Regions from separate parts of the Mus musculus genome. Here region 2 is linked to region 1. Evidence: chromatin contacts called from public promoter capture Hi-C data. All regions are on one chromosome and are shown on one strand. Each heading gives the region's core, a stretch centred on a gene start, on an enhancer-like site or on the middle of the called end of the contact. The rest is flanking DNA. Distances are from core to core; before and after follow the strand shown. Region 1 has its middle 38 kb from the start of Gm19554. Region 2 has its middle 28 kb from the start of Gm32370.

Region 1 (5,989 bases), core at 986-3,485:
AGACCAGGCTGGCCTCAAACTCAGAAAACCGCCTGCCTCTGCCTCCAGAGTGCTGGGATTAAAGGCGTGCCCCACCATACCCAGCCCAAGGCAACTCTTACAAGGACAACATTTAGTTGGGGCTGACTTACAGGTTCAGAGGTTCAGTCCATTATCATTAAGGCGGGAACATGGCAGCATCCAGGCAGGCATGGTGCAGCAGGAGCTGAGAGTTCGCCATCTTCACCTGAAGGCTGCTAGCAGAAGACTGGCTTCCAGGCAACTAGGATGAGTGTCTCCAAGGCCACACCTACTCTAACAAAGCCACACCCTCTAATAGTGCCACTCCCTGGGCCAAACATATACAAACCATCATATTGGGAATCATAGTGGAAACACAGCACTATTCTTGACCTGGCCTACTTGTGACTGGTGCTGGCGTGTAAAGGACAGAAGGAAGGCAGAGGAAGGAGGATCACTTTATCCAAGGGTCCTGCCCTCTCCCTCTATTATTTACCTTGGGAAACCGGTGCTGCACCAACTGCGTTCAGCCACCTCTCAAGTCGCTCACACCCTGTGCCGCTGTGCGCCTCTTCCCATAGTTCTCAGGCTAGAGCCTGCGCCTACCTGCATTCTAAGCACAGGCCAAGCCCTGAAGCCTCTGGGCCCCTGCTGCCTGTATTCTCTGCTCCCCTCATACTTCCAATCCTATGCGTCCAACCTTCTTACACAGAGATTATTAAATATAACCCCCATCTGCAGGAAATATGCAGAAACTGTTTTTGTTTGGAAACTAAAATACATAAAACTGAGTCATCAGACAGCTCTCTGCTTCAGCGAGCACTCCATGCTCAGGCCAGTAGGCCTGAAATAGCTCAGGAAAGCCTTTTCCCCGCCGGCATTCTGCCGACCGGGCACTTTTGAGCAGAGTTCCGGCCTGGCTGTATGAAGCTAGGACCCTCTTCCTCAGAACCAGGCTCTGGGGCAGAAGAGGCCAAGGACCCCTATTCGGGCCCATGGGAACCTGAGGGCATGATGGTGAGCGGCAGCCCAGTCACCAACCTGCTTCTGTCTTTATCCGTGTTGCAACCGCAACCCTCCAGGAGCCCTGGTAGCTGGATGAAGATGGATCTGAGGATGTCAGAGGATGCCCCAGGGAGGGGATCCACCCTGTGTGTGTGTACCTGTGTCACACTTGTGTGACATGCCTGCTAAGTCAGTCCAGGAGGTGATATGGCTGCTAAGTGTGTCCCAACCAAGATCAGCAGCCCAAGAAAACCCAGACTTCCTGGATTCACTGCCTATCATCTCTGACAAGCCCACCAATGAGGGGACTCCACCTTCCACAGCCCTATGCTCCGGCTGGGGATGGGAAAGGACATCAAGGTCCTTAGGTAACTAGGACAAATGTGGGGAGAGATGGAGGCCTCTGGGCACTTGCACATGCACGCACACACATGCACGCACACACACACACACACACACACACACACACACACACACACACACACGTCTTCTCTTGATGTACCCAGTCTGGGGAGCTCATGTAGACCCCATGTCTACACCTCGATTCATAAGGGAAGCTGACCCTAAACAGTGCGGAGAGGGCGGGAGCGGGGAACGGAGACTGGTCTCTGGTGCTCTCTGAAGCCCGGCTGGAGGTGTGTTCTGCGCGCGACAGTACATAAACTCTTGGCAAAGTTGGCTTTCCGTGGTTTGCTAAACTCCGGAACACAGATGTCCCATTTGTGTTTCATTAGCGCCTCGGCCGCTCTGCGGCTCTCGACCTCTGCACCAGGCAATAATGGCCTGGCGCGGGCCCATCCGCACCAGCTGGCCGGGGACCTGCTCTGCCGACCAGGGCTGTGTCTGCTGTCAGCCCTTTCCAGGCGACTGGATGGCTCCTCAGCACCAGAATGTCTCAGCGGGCCTGTGTGAGCATGGGGGCCCTTCACAAGTTTTGGAGGGGGTTCTGTTTAGGTCGGGGTGGGGGTGCTGGGCGGAGGGGGTGCTATGTGATTCTGGCAGATGGGCTGAGTGAGCATGAGGGGGTCTTTGTTAGCCTGGGAGTGGACGGTCGCTAAGAAATACCTTCAGAAGAAGAAGCATTCAAAGCCCAGTTACCCTGGGGAAGGCTAAGAGAAAAAGGGGGAAGGATGGAGGAGAAAGAAGAGTCCTCGGTAGAAAGGAGGGCAGGAGACATGCAGTGGGAGGAGAGAGGGGGAGGAACTAGGGGGAAGACAGAAGGGAAGACTGTGGGGGCGGACAGTTGGCACTCAGAGGTTGAAGCAGCCTGGGAGCTGGCCTCACCAGGAGCTGGGCATACGCACTTGGACCTGGCAGACCACAGCCTGGAGCAAATGACCAGGCAGCCTCTGAGTCCCACAGCAGAGGCCACATAGAGAGCTTCTAGGAGATGGACTTGAATTTGCAAGGGCCTGGGCACAGGCGCTGTGTTTCTGGAACCCTTCCTCTACCCTCCGACCTTCCTGGATCTGTGTTCTCGGAGAGGGCTTCAGAAGGGGCACAAACACAAAGACCCTGCCTGGGCCCAGAGTTGGCAGGTGACCACCTAACCCGCAGATCAATGAAGTCCTGCAGGAAGCTGGCACCTCCCAGGCTCCCCACCTCGAAGCCAGGGCCTCTTGAGAGGCCCAAAGCAGGACTGGCTGATGATAGTTTTGTAAGACGATGCTCCAGGTTGTCTGTGCTCCAAGGATCCACATTCCCCCGTCCTATTCATCGGCATTGAAGCTCGAGATGGATCGGTTGCGACTAGGAGGAGCCTTGCCATAGTGAGATTCAAGACGACATGTTCCAGTCAAAAAGGGACCGTGTTGGGGATGGAGGGCCCACAAAGAGAGGGCTGTAAATGGGAAGGCGGGAAGACCATTTTTATTGCTACCGTTTATACTGTTCACACAATGGGAAAGCAGTCTCAATCCACAGCGAGACAGAGACAGAGAAGGTTCCAGTCCACAAGTGAAGTATGTGCAATTCACACTCTGGGCCACGGGCTTCTTAGGCAATCAGCCTGCTCAGGATAGACACCAATGGGTCCAGGAGGTGGAACCTGGAACTGACCATACAAGTACCCTCCACTATGGGCCAGTACAGGCACCCACCACCACGGACCAGTTTGCAACCTTTTCTACTCTGTCCTGGTGCAAAATGATTCTGGCCCCTGCAGGAGAAAGAAAGCTTGCTTGTAGCTTTGAGTTTGGATATTGCCTGATGCTCTGACCCCAAGACCACTCACCCCCAGCCCCACGATCCACAGGAAGAGTGACCCACACTCTTCCTGTCCTGTCTTCAGTATCCTTGGCTGGCTGTGGTCCACGTATCTCCAGGATGCTTACTGTGGGGACACCACCCCAGGGTATGTGGCGCAGCAGCTGTCCAAGGGTCTGGCTGAACTGTGTTGGACATTCCCAAGTGTGGGTATGAACACGCTGCTCACTGCTTGCTTGCAACATGTGAAGTGTTTACAGATGTCCCTTTAGTTCATTTTTAGCTGTTGGGGTGGTTTCATAGAAGTGTATTGATACCAACAAACCATCTGCGTGTGTAACCTCGTGGGCTTTCTGTTATAGTTAGTATTAATTTGTCAACTTGACAGAATTTAGGATCACCTGGCAGACAGGCCTCTAGGCAAACCTGGGGGTAATTACCTTGGGGGTATTGAGGATGAGGCTGACCACTGTGGGCGGTGCCATTCCCTGGGCTGTGTGGGGAAAGGGGAGCACAATACCAGCAGGCATTCATCCTTCCCTGTTCCTGGCTGTGGCTCTTTCAAGTTCCTGCTCCTTTGACTTCCTGGCTGTGACAGACGGACGGCATCCTTGAACTGTGAGCCAGGATAAACCCCTCCTCCCTCAGGTCGTTTTTTGTTGGATTCTTTATCGCAGAAGCAGGGAAAGAAACTAGGACACCTTCATCTTGCACTTTCTTTAACCATCATTTTTTTTTAAAAAAGAGATTTATCATGTGTGTGTGTGTGTGTTTGTGTGTGTGTATGTGTGCGTGTGTTGGAGTGTGCCCATGTGTGTGCAGAGGTCAGAAGAGGCCACCAGAGCCCCTGGAATTGGAGGTACAGGCAGTTGGGAGAAGTCCAATATGGGTGCTGGGAACTTGAACTCAGGTTCTCTACCAGAGTGTATGTCTCCTTTCAGTAAACTTTCCACGATAACAGTCACAGGACAACAGTCACACGACAACAGTCACATATCATGTGTCCTTAGGATGTCCCACTGCTGCACCTGGGAAAATGCAATCAGAAGAAATGGCTTTCTGGGGAATGTAGGGAATGAGACCCCAGCAGCAGGGGGTTGGGGTGGGGAGGCAAGTAGAAGGGCCCACCTCCAACCTGTGGCTGTGGAGGAGGAGGGGTCAGATGTCACTCTTCCAAAAGAGCTGAGGTGGGCTGCAGGGTGCAGGTAGTTGCCACCCCACCCGCGTGCTGGAAGGACAGAGCTGACATGAGCGGTCCTCTGGCATCCCCGTGAATGACCACACGTACCCTAGTCTGGTCCGCATGCCTGCACACGCTCGCAAAGTAAATAAAACATAAAAGTTGTTTAAGGAAGAAGAAGAAAGGCAGAGGTGCAGCTCCTGAAACAGCATGGCCTGGGTTTTCCTACCTGGCCATGAACTCCAGTGTAACTGTGGTCCAGTTAGCTGGACATGGCCGGCTGGTGCCCTGCAGCCCCTGCTCCCTGTCCCTTCTCTCTTCCTCCTTAGAGATGGGCAGAGTCCAGAGTGTAGAGGACACCTCCAAGTCCTCTCATTGAGTCAGACTAACTCTTCTCACTAATGCTTATAACCGGCGCCTCACCCTCCTGGCTTTGACCTTCATCAGCAAAGACTGACTCCTGAGAAACTGGAGAGATGGCTCAGTAGTTCCCAGCACCCACATCAAGTTGCTCACAACTTTTTATAACTCGGACTCCAGAAGTCGTGCCCTCCTCTGGCCTCCACAGGCACCCCCATATATGTGGCATACGTACACAGACATATACACACAAATAAAAATTAAAATTAAAACAAACCATTCTTGAAGAAGAGACATAGGGAGGGGGTCTCCAGTCCCTAGGCCTATGATTCTCAAGCAGCCCCTGGAAATGGGGTTGTTCAGAAGCCACAAGCCACCCGGCTTCCGGGCGGGCTCCAGAGCTACGCACAGTAAAGGCAGGGATGGGAGGTTGAACCCTTGAACCAGGGACAGCCCTAGGAACAGGTCCAGTGCATCAGAGGCCTTGGCTGTGGAGGATGGGGGCAGTGTTAGTGACCACAGGATCCTGGTTTGGAAGAGCAGTCTGTGACAGGGGCATTCTGGTCAGGATCTGCAGTCCCAACAGAAACCTGACTCCGAGTGTGTCAAAGGAGCTAGATTTGCGGATATGATGGTTGAGGTGACTGTCAGAATCTAGAATCGCCTGGGAGATGGGCCTCTGAGCACGCTGTGGGAGTATTGCATTGATTGCAGTGAGGTGGGAAATTCTGCCCACAGTGGGGGGCACCACTCCCTCATTGAGGTCCTGGACTATACAAATGAAGTAGCAACAGCCATTCTGATCTGCTTCCTGGTGCCTCAACTACCCCACCACAGTGGAGAATATCCTTGAACAGTGAGCCAGAATAAATCCTTTTCCCTCTGAGTTGCTTCTGTCAGCAACAGAAAAAGACACAATCCATAAATGATCGTGTTGAGTGTGGACTGCTTCAGACATGGCTGGATCCAGGAATCAGGGCCCATTTGTCTTAGCTTCACTCTCAAACAGGTTCTCCCTTGTGACAGCGACCATCCCTGTGAGAGGGCGACCGTCACAATAGTTCCCCAAGCCCCACCAAGATTAGCTCCAACTGGGCCAGCTCTGGACCGCTTGCCCGTCTCCATAGTGACTAGGCAGGAGCTGAGACTGAGTGCTGGGACTTGGCCAGCATGTCATTGCACCTTACTGGGTCCAAATGAGCTACCCTTTCAGGAAGGCTCTCAATAAGAAAGTCTGTG
Region 2 (6,224 bases), core at 1,527-4,026, 73 kb before region 1:
TCTGTGTAAGCCTGACATTCATTGTGTCTGCATGTTTGTTAAGGCATGTGCAAGCCTTCACCTCGGTGCATAGACTCTGGGAGGTACGGGTCTAATGTAGCAGATGCCACTCCATTCATGCATAGTCAGGGGAAACAAGAGGTGGTCCCTGGCTTGTGATTTGGCAGGGTCAAGCTACAATGTTGCCACCACCACATCAGAGGTGTGAGCCCTGTCTGCGGTACACAGCGACTCTCCTCCCATCAAGGCAACACTTCTAAGCAAGACATTGAAACTATTCCAGACCGCTCCCTCGCCACAGCACTCTTGGAAAATGGATGCTTGCTCATTCAATCTTCTGTTCGTTCGTTCATTCGTTCGTTCGTTCATTCATTCATTCATTCATTCATTCTTTCATTCAGTAAGTCAGTCAACAAACATCTGCCAGGAAGCCATACTGGAGCCTTTGTGGAGCCTGCTAGAAGATGACCACAATGAAAGTCACAAAAATCCAAGCTCTGTCTTAAAGAGGCTGTGAGATGGGGGGCAGTGGGGCTCACTTTTCATTCCAGACCACTGTCCCTCTCCTGTGTGTGTCTGTGGTGCCTGGGAGAGACCATTAATACTTAACCTAGGACCGTTATAAACAATGGAAAGAGCTACATGAGAATGTGTGGTGCAGAACCTGGTCCAGAAGAGATGAGACGCCTCTATCCCATCATCACCCTGACCTAGAAAGAAACACAGCTCAACAGGCCATTGACACAGGAGGCATCTCGGGCTAGCAGCGGCTTTTTACAGAGTTCTGTGGGAGAGGCAGGGGAAAACCAACGGTCCAAGTTTCCGCAGATGCACGAATGGAACTGTGGGAAGGGTGTAGGAGGACAGGTGAAGGTTCACAAGCCCCCATTTGCAGCCAAAGGCTTAGCTCGGTCTGCAGGGATCTGGAGGATGGGCGTTTAGTTAAACACATGTGCCAACAGCCTGCAGCGTGCGCCCAGGCTGGGGAACAGGGCCAGCGGGAGGGATGTGTGTGTTCAGTGCACAAGGAGGAACCGTGCTTGTGAGAGGAAGTGAAAGCTGTTTCCTTCGGATTAGGACAAGATGAGATCTACTTCTCCCCAAATCTAGACATCCGGGCCAAGTCGGGCCTGGGGAAGGATTTCTGCATTTGGAAGACAATCTGGTTCGATGGGGCCAGGCTTCTGTTTGCTCTGCCTCAGTTTGTCTCCTCTGTGCAATTTGCTAAGCTCCCGAGGCCAGGAAGACTCAGAAATCTAGGAAGATCTACCCTACTCTAGTTAGCACTGAGTATCAGCGAGTGGGGCTTCAAGGGTGTGTGAGCCTTGAAGGACGCACACTGTGGCAACGCTTGGATGTCCAACCCCTAGCAACCGCTGACACATCTGGTCATGACTGTTACTGATTAATGCTATCGGTGAGGGGCTGGTTGGTGCCTCTCTAACTCCATGCTTCTTTGAACCCCCCACCCCCACCCCAATTCTCACCTTGAGTCTTTCCATGCCATTATACAAAGTCAGAGCTTCTCCTGAACTTCTGATTGGCCAACAGTCCTCTTTTCTCGAGGCTCAGTGTGATGTTTGCTTTCATTGAGGGCAGGAGTAATCACGGAGTTCAGATCAGATAAAAATGATCTAGGTGTTTCCTCTGTTGTAGGGGCCACCCTTGGGGTGTCACCTCCCCTTTCACTGATGTTCACCCAACACAAGAAGCAGCAGTGTGAAGTAACTGTCTCAGAAGGCACAGAGAGGGCAGGTGACTTGCCTGAAGACACAAGATCGGGAGTAGCAGGGGCGACTGAGTCTTTCATTATTTCACATCTGAGGAGAGGTAGGCCCCCTTCAGGGGTCAGGTTGCCTTAGAAAAACCTACATAGGAATAGCACACCCCTCTACACTCAGGCCTCCCGGTTGCAAACAGAAAGACACCTGTATCCCAGCAGGAGATACACAGCATCGCAGACCAACAGTACTATCTGCCCTCACATTCTCTCAGTGTTGAAGGGTCTCCTGCCACCCCTTTCCAGTCTGGGGTCCTCTCCCGCCTCCTGCTATAAGCCCATTTAGACTGAGCATACCTTCTGCCCTGACACCCGCTCTGTTTAGGCCACATGGAATCATACCTTCTTCTCTCTGAGCCTGGCCATGTCGGGTCCCAGCCCCCACCCGTATTTAAGGAGCTGGTCTGTGCTGATCTTTGAGCTCCAGGTCTCAGATGAGTTCACCCCCAGGATAGTTGAACAGAGGTTTACTCTGTTCTGTCGTCAATTGGGACAAGTCCTTGTTCTCTCCGGGTGCTTCTGCACCACGGAATGCAGGGAATTCAGGAACAACTCTTTGTCTTTTTAAGGGCTTCTTCCGATAAGATCACCTTGCTCCACGGAGAAACCCTAAGAGGTAGGGTTCTTGCTTCCTTGGGCCCATACTTCTTTCTTTGTCTCCCAATGAGAAAACGGACCAGAGATGTGATGCTTGTCCTAGATACACAGCTAGGCGGTTGGCAAGAACGGGCTGGGACCACACAAAACCACAGCCCCTTCAGGAGCCAAGGACAGATGAGATGCTTCCCAGGCTCAGGTTGCTTCTCTTCCGTGGCCAGTCACCTGCGCCCCCGAGGGGTGTGGCCTGGGCCGGGGGGCGTGTCCTCCCGCCGTACAGTTCATCCCCCCCCCCCCCCCCCCCCACGACTGCCTGCAGCCTCGCAGCCAGCTGCCCTCCGCCTCTGCAGATTCCAAGCTTCTCTGCGAACTGGCGAACTGGCACCTAATCATGGCCATCTGCGCGCAGAGCGAGTCTTGGCTACCTCGTGATGCCTCTCCACTTGCAAGTTTTCAAAGTGACGCCGGGTTCTCGGTGCTTGCAAAAATGTCAGCTTCTGACACATCCAATCGAAACTGAAAATAGGGAAAGGTTTCGGGTAAACTGAGAGGCGCTGGGTTGGTTTTCCTCTTGGCTGAAGGGAGGTGGCTTCTCTTCTAGTCTTCTCTAAAATGCAAAGGGCTCTCTCTCTCTGTCTCCTCTCTTGGCATCTGAACAGGGATTTCCATCTTCGCCCGGGTTGTTCTCCAGGGTCCCCAATTGCTCATCGGGCTGTGGCTGATGTTGTGATGATGTGGTCCACTTTCTCCACTAGGTAGTCCCAGTTGTAAGAAGGGACAGATAGGGAGTGACAACCTGTATGGAGCTGACATCTGACCTACTGTGCTCTCTTTCAACCAAAGCAGCCATTTTCCTTTCCTCCACAGAGGTGAGGGAAAGGGGTATGGCAAGAGGGACCACCAGGCACCTGTCAGTGAATGTTGGGGCTGGGATTTGACCCAAATATTCTGTCACCTCCAGCAGATCATGGGTGACATGGGCTCAGGGGTTCTCATAGGAGCCAAGGGAAGAACAAGAGAGGCTGGGAGGGGTTTGGAGCAGGAAGGTTGTCTTAGTTAGGGTTTCTATTCCTGCACAAACATCATGACCAAGAAGCAAGTTGGGGAGGAAAGGGTTTATTCAGCTTACACTTCCACATTGCTGTTCCTCACCAAAGGAAGTCAGGGCAGAAACTCACATAGGGCAGGAACTTGGAGGCAGGAGCTGATGCAGAGGCCATAGAGGGATGTTTCTTACTGGCTTGCTTCCCCTGGCTTGCTCAGCTTGCTTTCTTATAGAACCCAGGACTACCAGCCCAGGGATGACACCACCCACAATGGCCCTTCTCACCCTTGATCACTAATTGAGAAAATGCCTTATAGCTGGATCTCATAGAGGCATTTCCTCAAGGGAGGCTCCTTTCTCTGTGATAACTCCAGCGTGTGTCAAGTTGACACACAACAGCAGCCAGTACCAAGGATCATGGGCCAAGTTGCTTCGGGAGACTGTGTGGTTGTGTTAGGTGTTTGTGGAGACCCAGGGTGCAGGCACACAGATCTGGGTGCTCACTTTCGAGGGAGATGCATCCCAAACAAGGGACAAAGGCTTGGTTAGTTAAAGTCAGCAACCATGGCCAGCCTGAACACAGACAGACCCGCCCCTGTTCTGCTCTGGCCCTCTCTCCCCTCCTCCACCCACAGTGCTCAGGGGACCAACCCGTAGGGCTGTGGGGAACTCAATTCAGGGCCTGGAATCCCCCCAGAAAACCAGCTCAGAGGCTCTAGGAGGCTCTAGAGGCCTTTAGGGCAGACAGGCTCCGAGGGCACAGCGGCCTTCCCCTGGGGAACTTCTCTCTCATTTGTGAGTGGCCAGGAGGCAGGATGCTTGGGAGTGGGCAGACCCACTAGGTTCTAGCTCCTTCCCTGGCCAGCACAAAAGGGGGGCACCCAGTGGTGAATGAAAGACAGCTTAGAGGAAGAGTGTGTAAAAATCCCACCCAACAAAGTAGACACAGGTGGCCAAGCCCCTCGTTGTGCAACACAGGTGAGACACCTGCTACTCTAGTGAATTATAGGAAAATATTTTAATAGTCCTATTTGATGCTGGTGCAGAAAACCCAAGCCTTCTTAATGTCTATTCCCCAATGGCAAAAGGCACAGCCTTCATAGAAGGCCTTGAGGGCTAGGGAAGTGGCTCTGTCCATGATATTCTCACCACATAAATATGGCCACCCAAGCTCAGGTCCCCAGAGACCGTGGACAAAGCAGGGACTGGCAACACACACCAGTAAATCCAGCACTGAGGGTGGAGACAGGCTCATCCTGACACCGTCCAGCCAGCCTAGCTGGGAAAGCATGCTCCAGGGTTAGTGAGGGCCCAGTGTCGGGCATGGTGGTGCCTGCCTTCAGTCCCAGCACTCTGGAGGCAGAAGCAGGAGGATCTCTGAGTTCAAAGCTATCCTGGTCTACAGAGTGAGCTCCAGGACAGCCAGGGCTACAAAGAAACACTGTCTCTAAAAACAAACAACAACAACAACAAAATATGCATAGATAAACACCCCCTACATACACATACATACATACACACACACACATAGACACACATACATGCACACACACACAGATACACAGACACACATACACACACACACAGCCTTTGACTCAGTAAGCCCAACTCCTGGAACTAAATCAGGAGCCAAGGACATGTCAGCTGAGTGTGCTGGTGTGCACTGTCCCTCCAGTACTCTGGAGGCCGAGGCAGGAGGGTTGTGAGTTTGAGGTTAGCATGGATTACAATAAAAACAGTGGCAGCGAGAAGACAACAAATCTCCAAAGCTTGGTGAGCACAGATATAAACCCAGGAGAGAAAGTCAGATGTCTGCTTCTAGTGGAATGGCTACCTGGGCTGTCATCTTTCTGCCGATGGGAATATTACGCAGCTTTGAACAATTACAATAATAAAGAGCCTCGCCGCTGGGAAGAATTTATGATGAGTGACTGGGAAAAAAAGCAAGGCATGACACAGATAGCATTTATGTTGCGCTTAGAGCACTGTAGGATGTGTGGTCACGGGCGCGTGCTAGAACAAAGCACACAAAAGCGGTAATAATTGTCGGACGATCTGGAGAGTCAGACTAAGGGATTTCTAACGCGAGTGCCGCATTGCTTAATCAATACAAATGAAAAGCAAACACCCAACCGTCTGTTGACAGTTTCCTCCCCCTACGATAATATAGCAGTGTCTATTTAAGGGATTTCGCTTTCAAAGCCCTACTTAGCGCCCCAACAAAGAGGGTCTAAACTTTTAGTTCATTTCGAATGAGCCCCTTGTAATAGGTTTATTCCCATTCACGGCGTGTGTAATTTGTACATTTTAGATGATTGATTATACAGGAATTCAGGGTTTTCATAATTTCCTGATGGGTTTTTGAAGCAGACAATGCACATTTCCTATTTCCTAAACAATCCGGATCACAGAAAATATCCAAAATAGCTCTGCCCAAGCCGTCCTTTCTTCCCTCTAATTTCGAGCGAGTTTTTTGTTGTTGTTGTCGTTGTCGTCGTCCCTCCTATGCCCCTGCGAGGAGGGATTTTGCTTTTGAAGCCGCCTGTCCTTGCAGACAAGAAATTATAGTCATCTTACCCTAATGTGCCGCTGGGTAAGAAAAGGACTTATTATCCTCCAAGAATCTGCACACAAAGGCTTCTCCCCAGCAGGCAGATGCCGGCTCTGTGGGGCAGGTAAACATCAAAGCTGACCCAGAGACTTCCCAGTGGATGTTTGCGTAGCCAATCAACGCCAGCAACTGCACCGATTCCTGTGTGGTGGGTCGAATCTCCAGGTTATCATTCAGCCACATGCCTGGGG

The links. Promoter capture Hi-C pulls out the DNA fragments that hold promoters and counts their contacts.
Region 2: a contact with region 1 is called in a promoter capture Hi-C map of hippocampal neurons, with 4 times the contacts expected there. The contact joins two enhancer-like sites. A contact is called at or near these places in 2 of 39 promoter capture datasets (hippocampal neurons and stem cell-derived epiblast-like cells), 1 of 15 datasets of contacts at CTCF or cohesin (the NIH/3T3 cell line), 5 of 484 Hi-C or Micro-C datasets (differentiating spermatogonia, embryonic stem cells and nephron progenitors) and 3 of 115 datasets of contacts at active chromatin or transcription factors (embryonic stem cells and forebrain).

What each region holds. Positions count from the first base shown.
Region 1 is chr12:105,858,522-105,864,510 of GRCm38.p6, reverse strand. No RefSeq gene overlaps it. Among named protein-coding and RNA genes, the nearest start is that of Gm19554, 38 kb to the left of the region's middle. Within about 2 kb of position 2,235, at least 24 of the 459 cell types and tissues checked have an H3K27ac peak or open chromatin away from gene starts, as enhancers often do. A contact at or near this core is called in hippocampal neurons, where this site is marked.
Region 2 is chr12:105,932,128-105,938,351 of GRCm38.p6, reverse strand. No RefSeq gene overlaps it. Among named protein-coding and RNA genes, the nearest start is that of Gm32370, 28 kb to the right of the region's middle. Within about 2 kb of position 2,776, at least 21 of the 459 cell types and tissues checked have an H3K27ac peak or open chromatin away from gene starts, as enhancers often do. A contact at or near this core is called in hippocampal neurons, where this site is marked.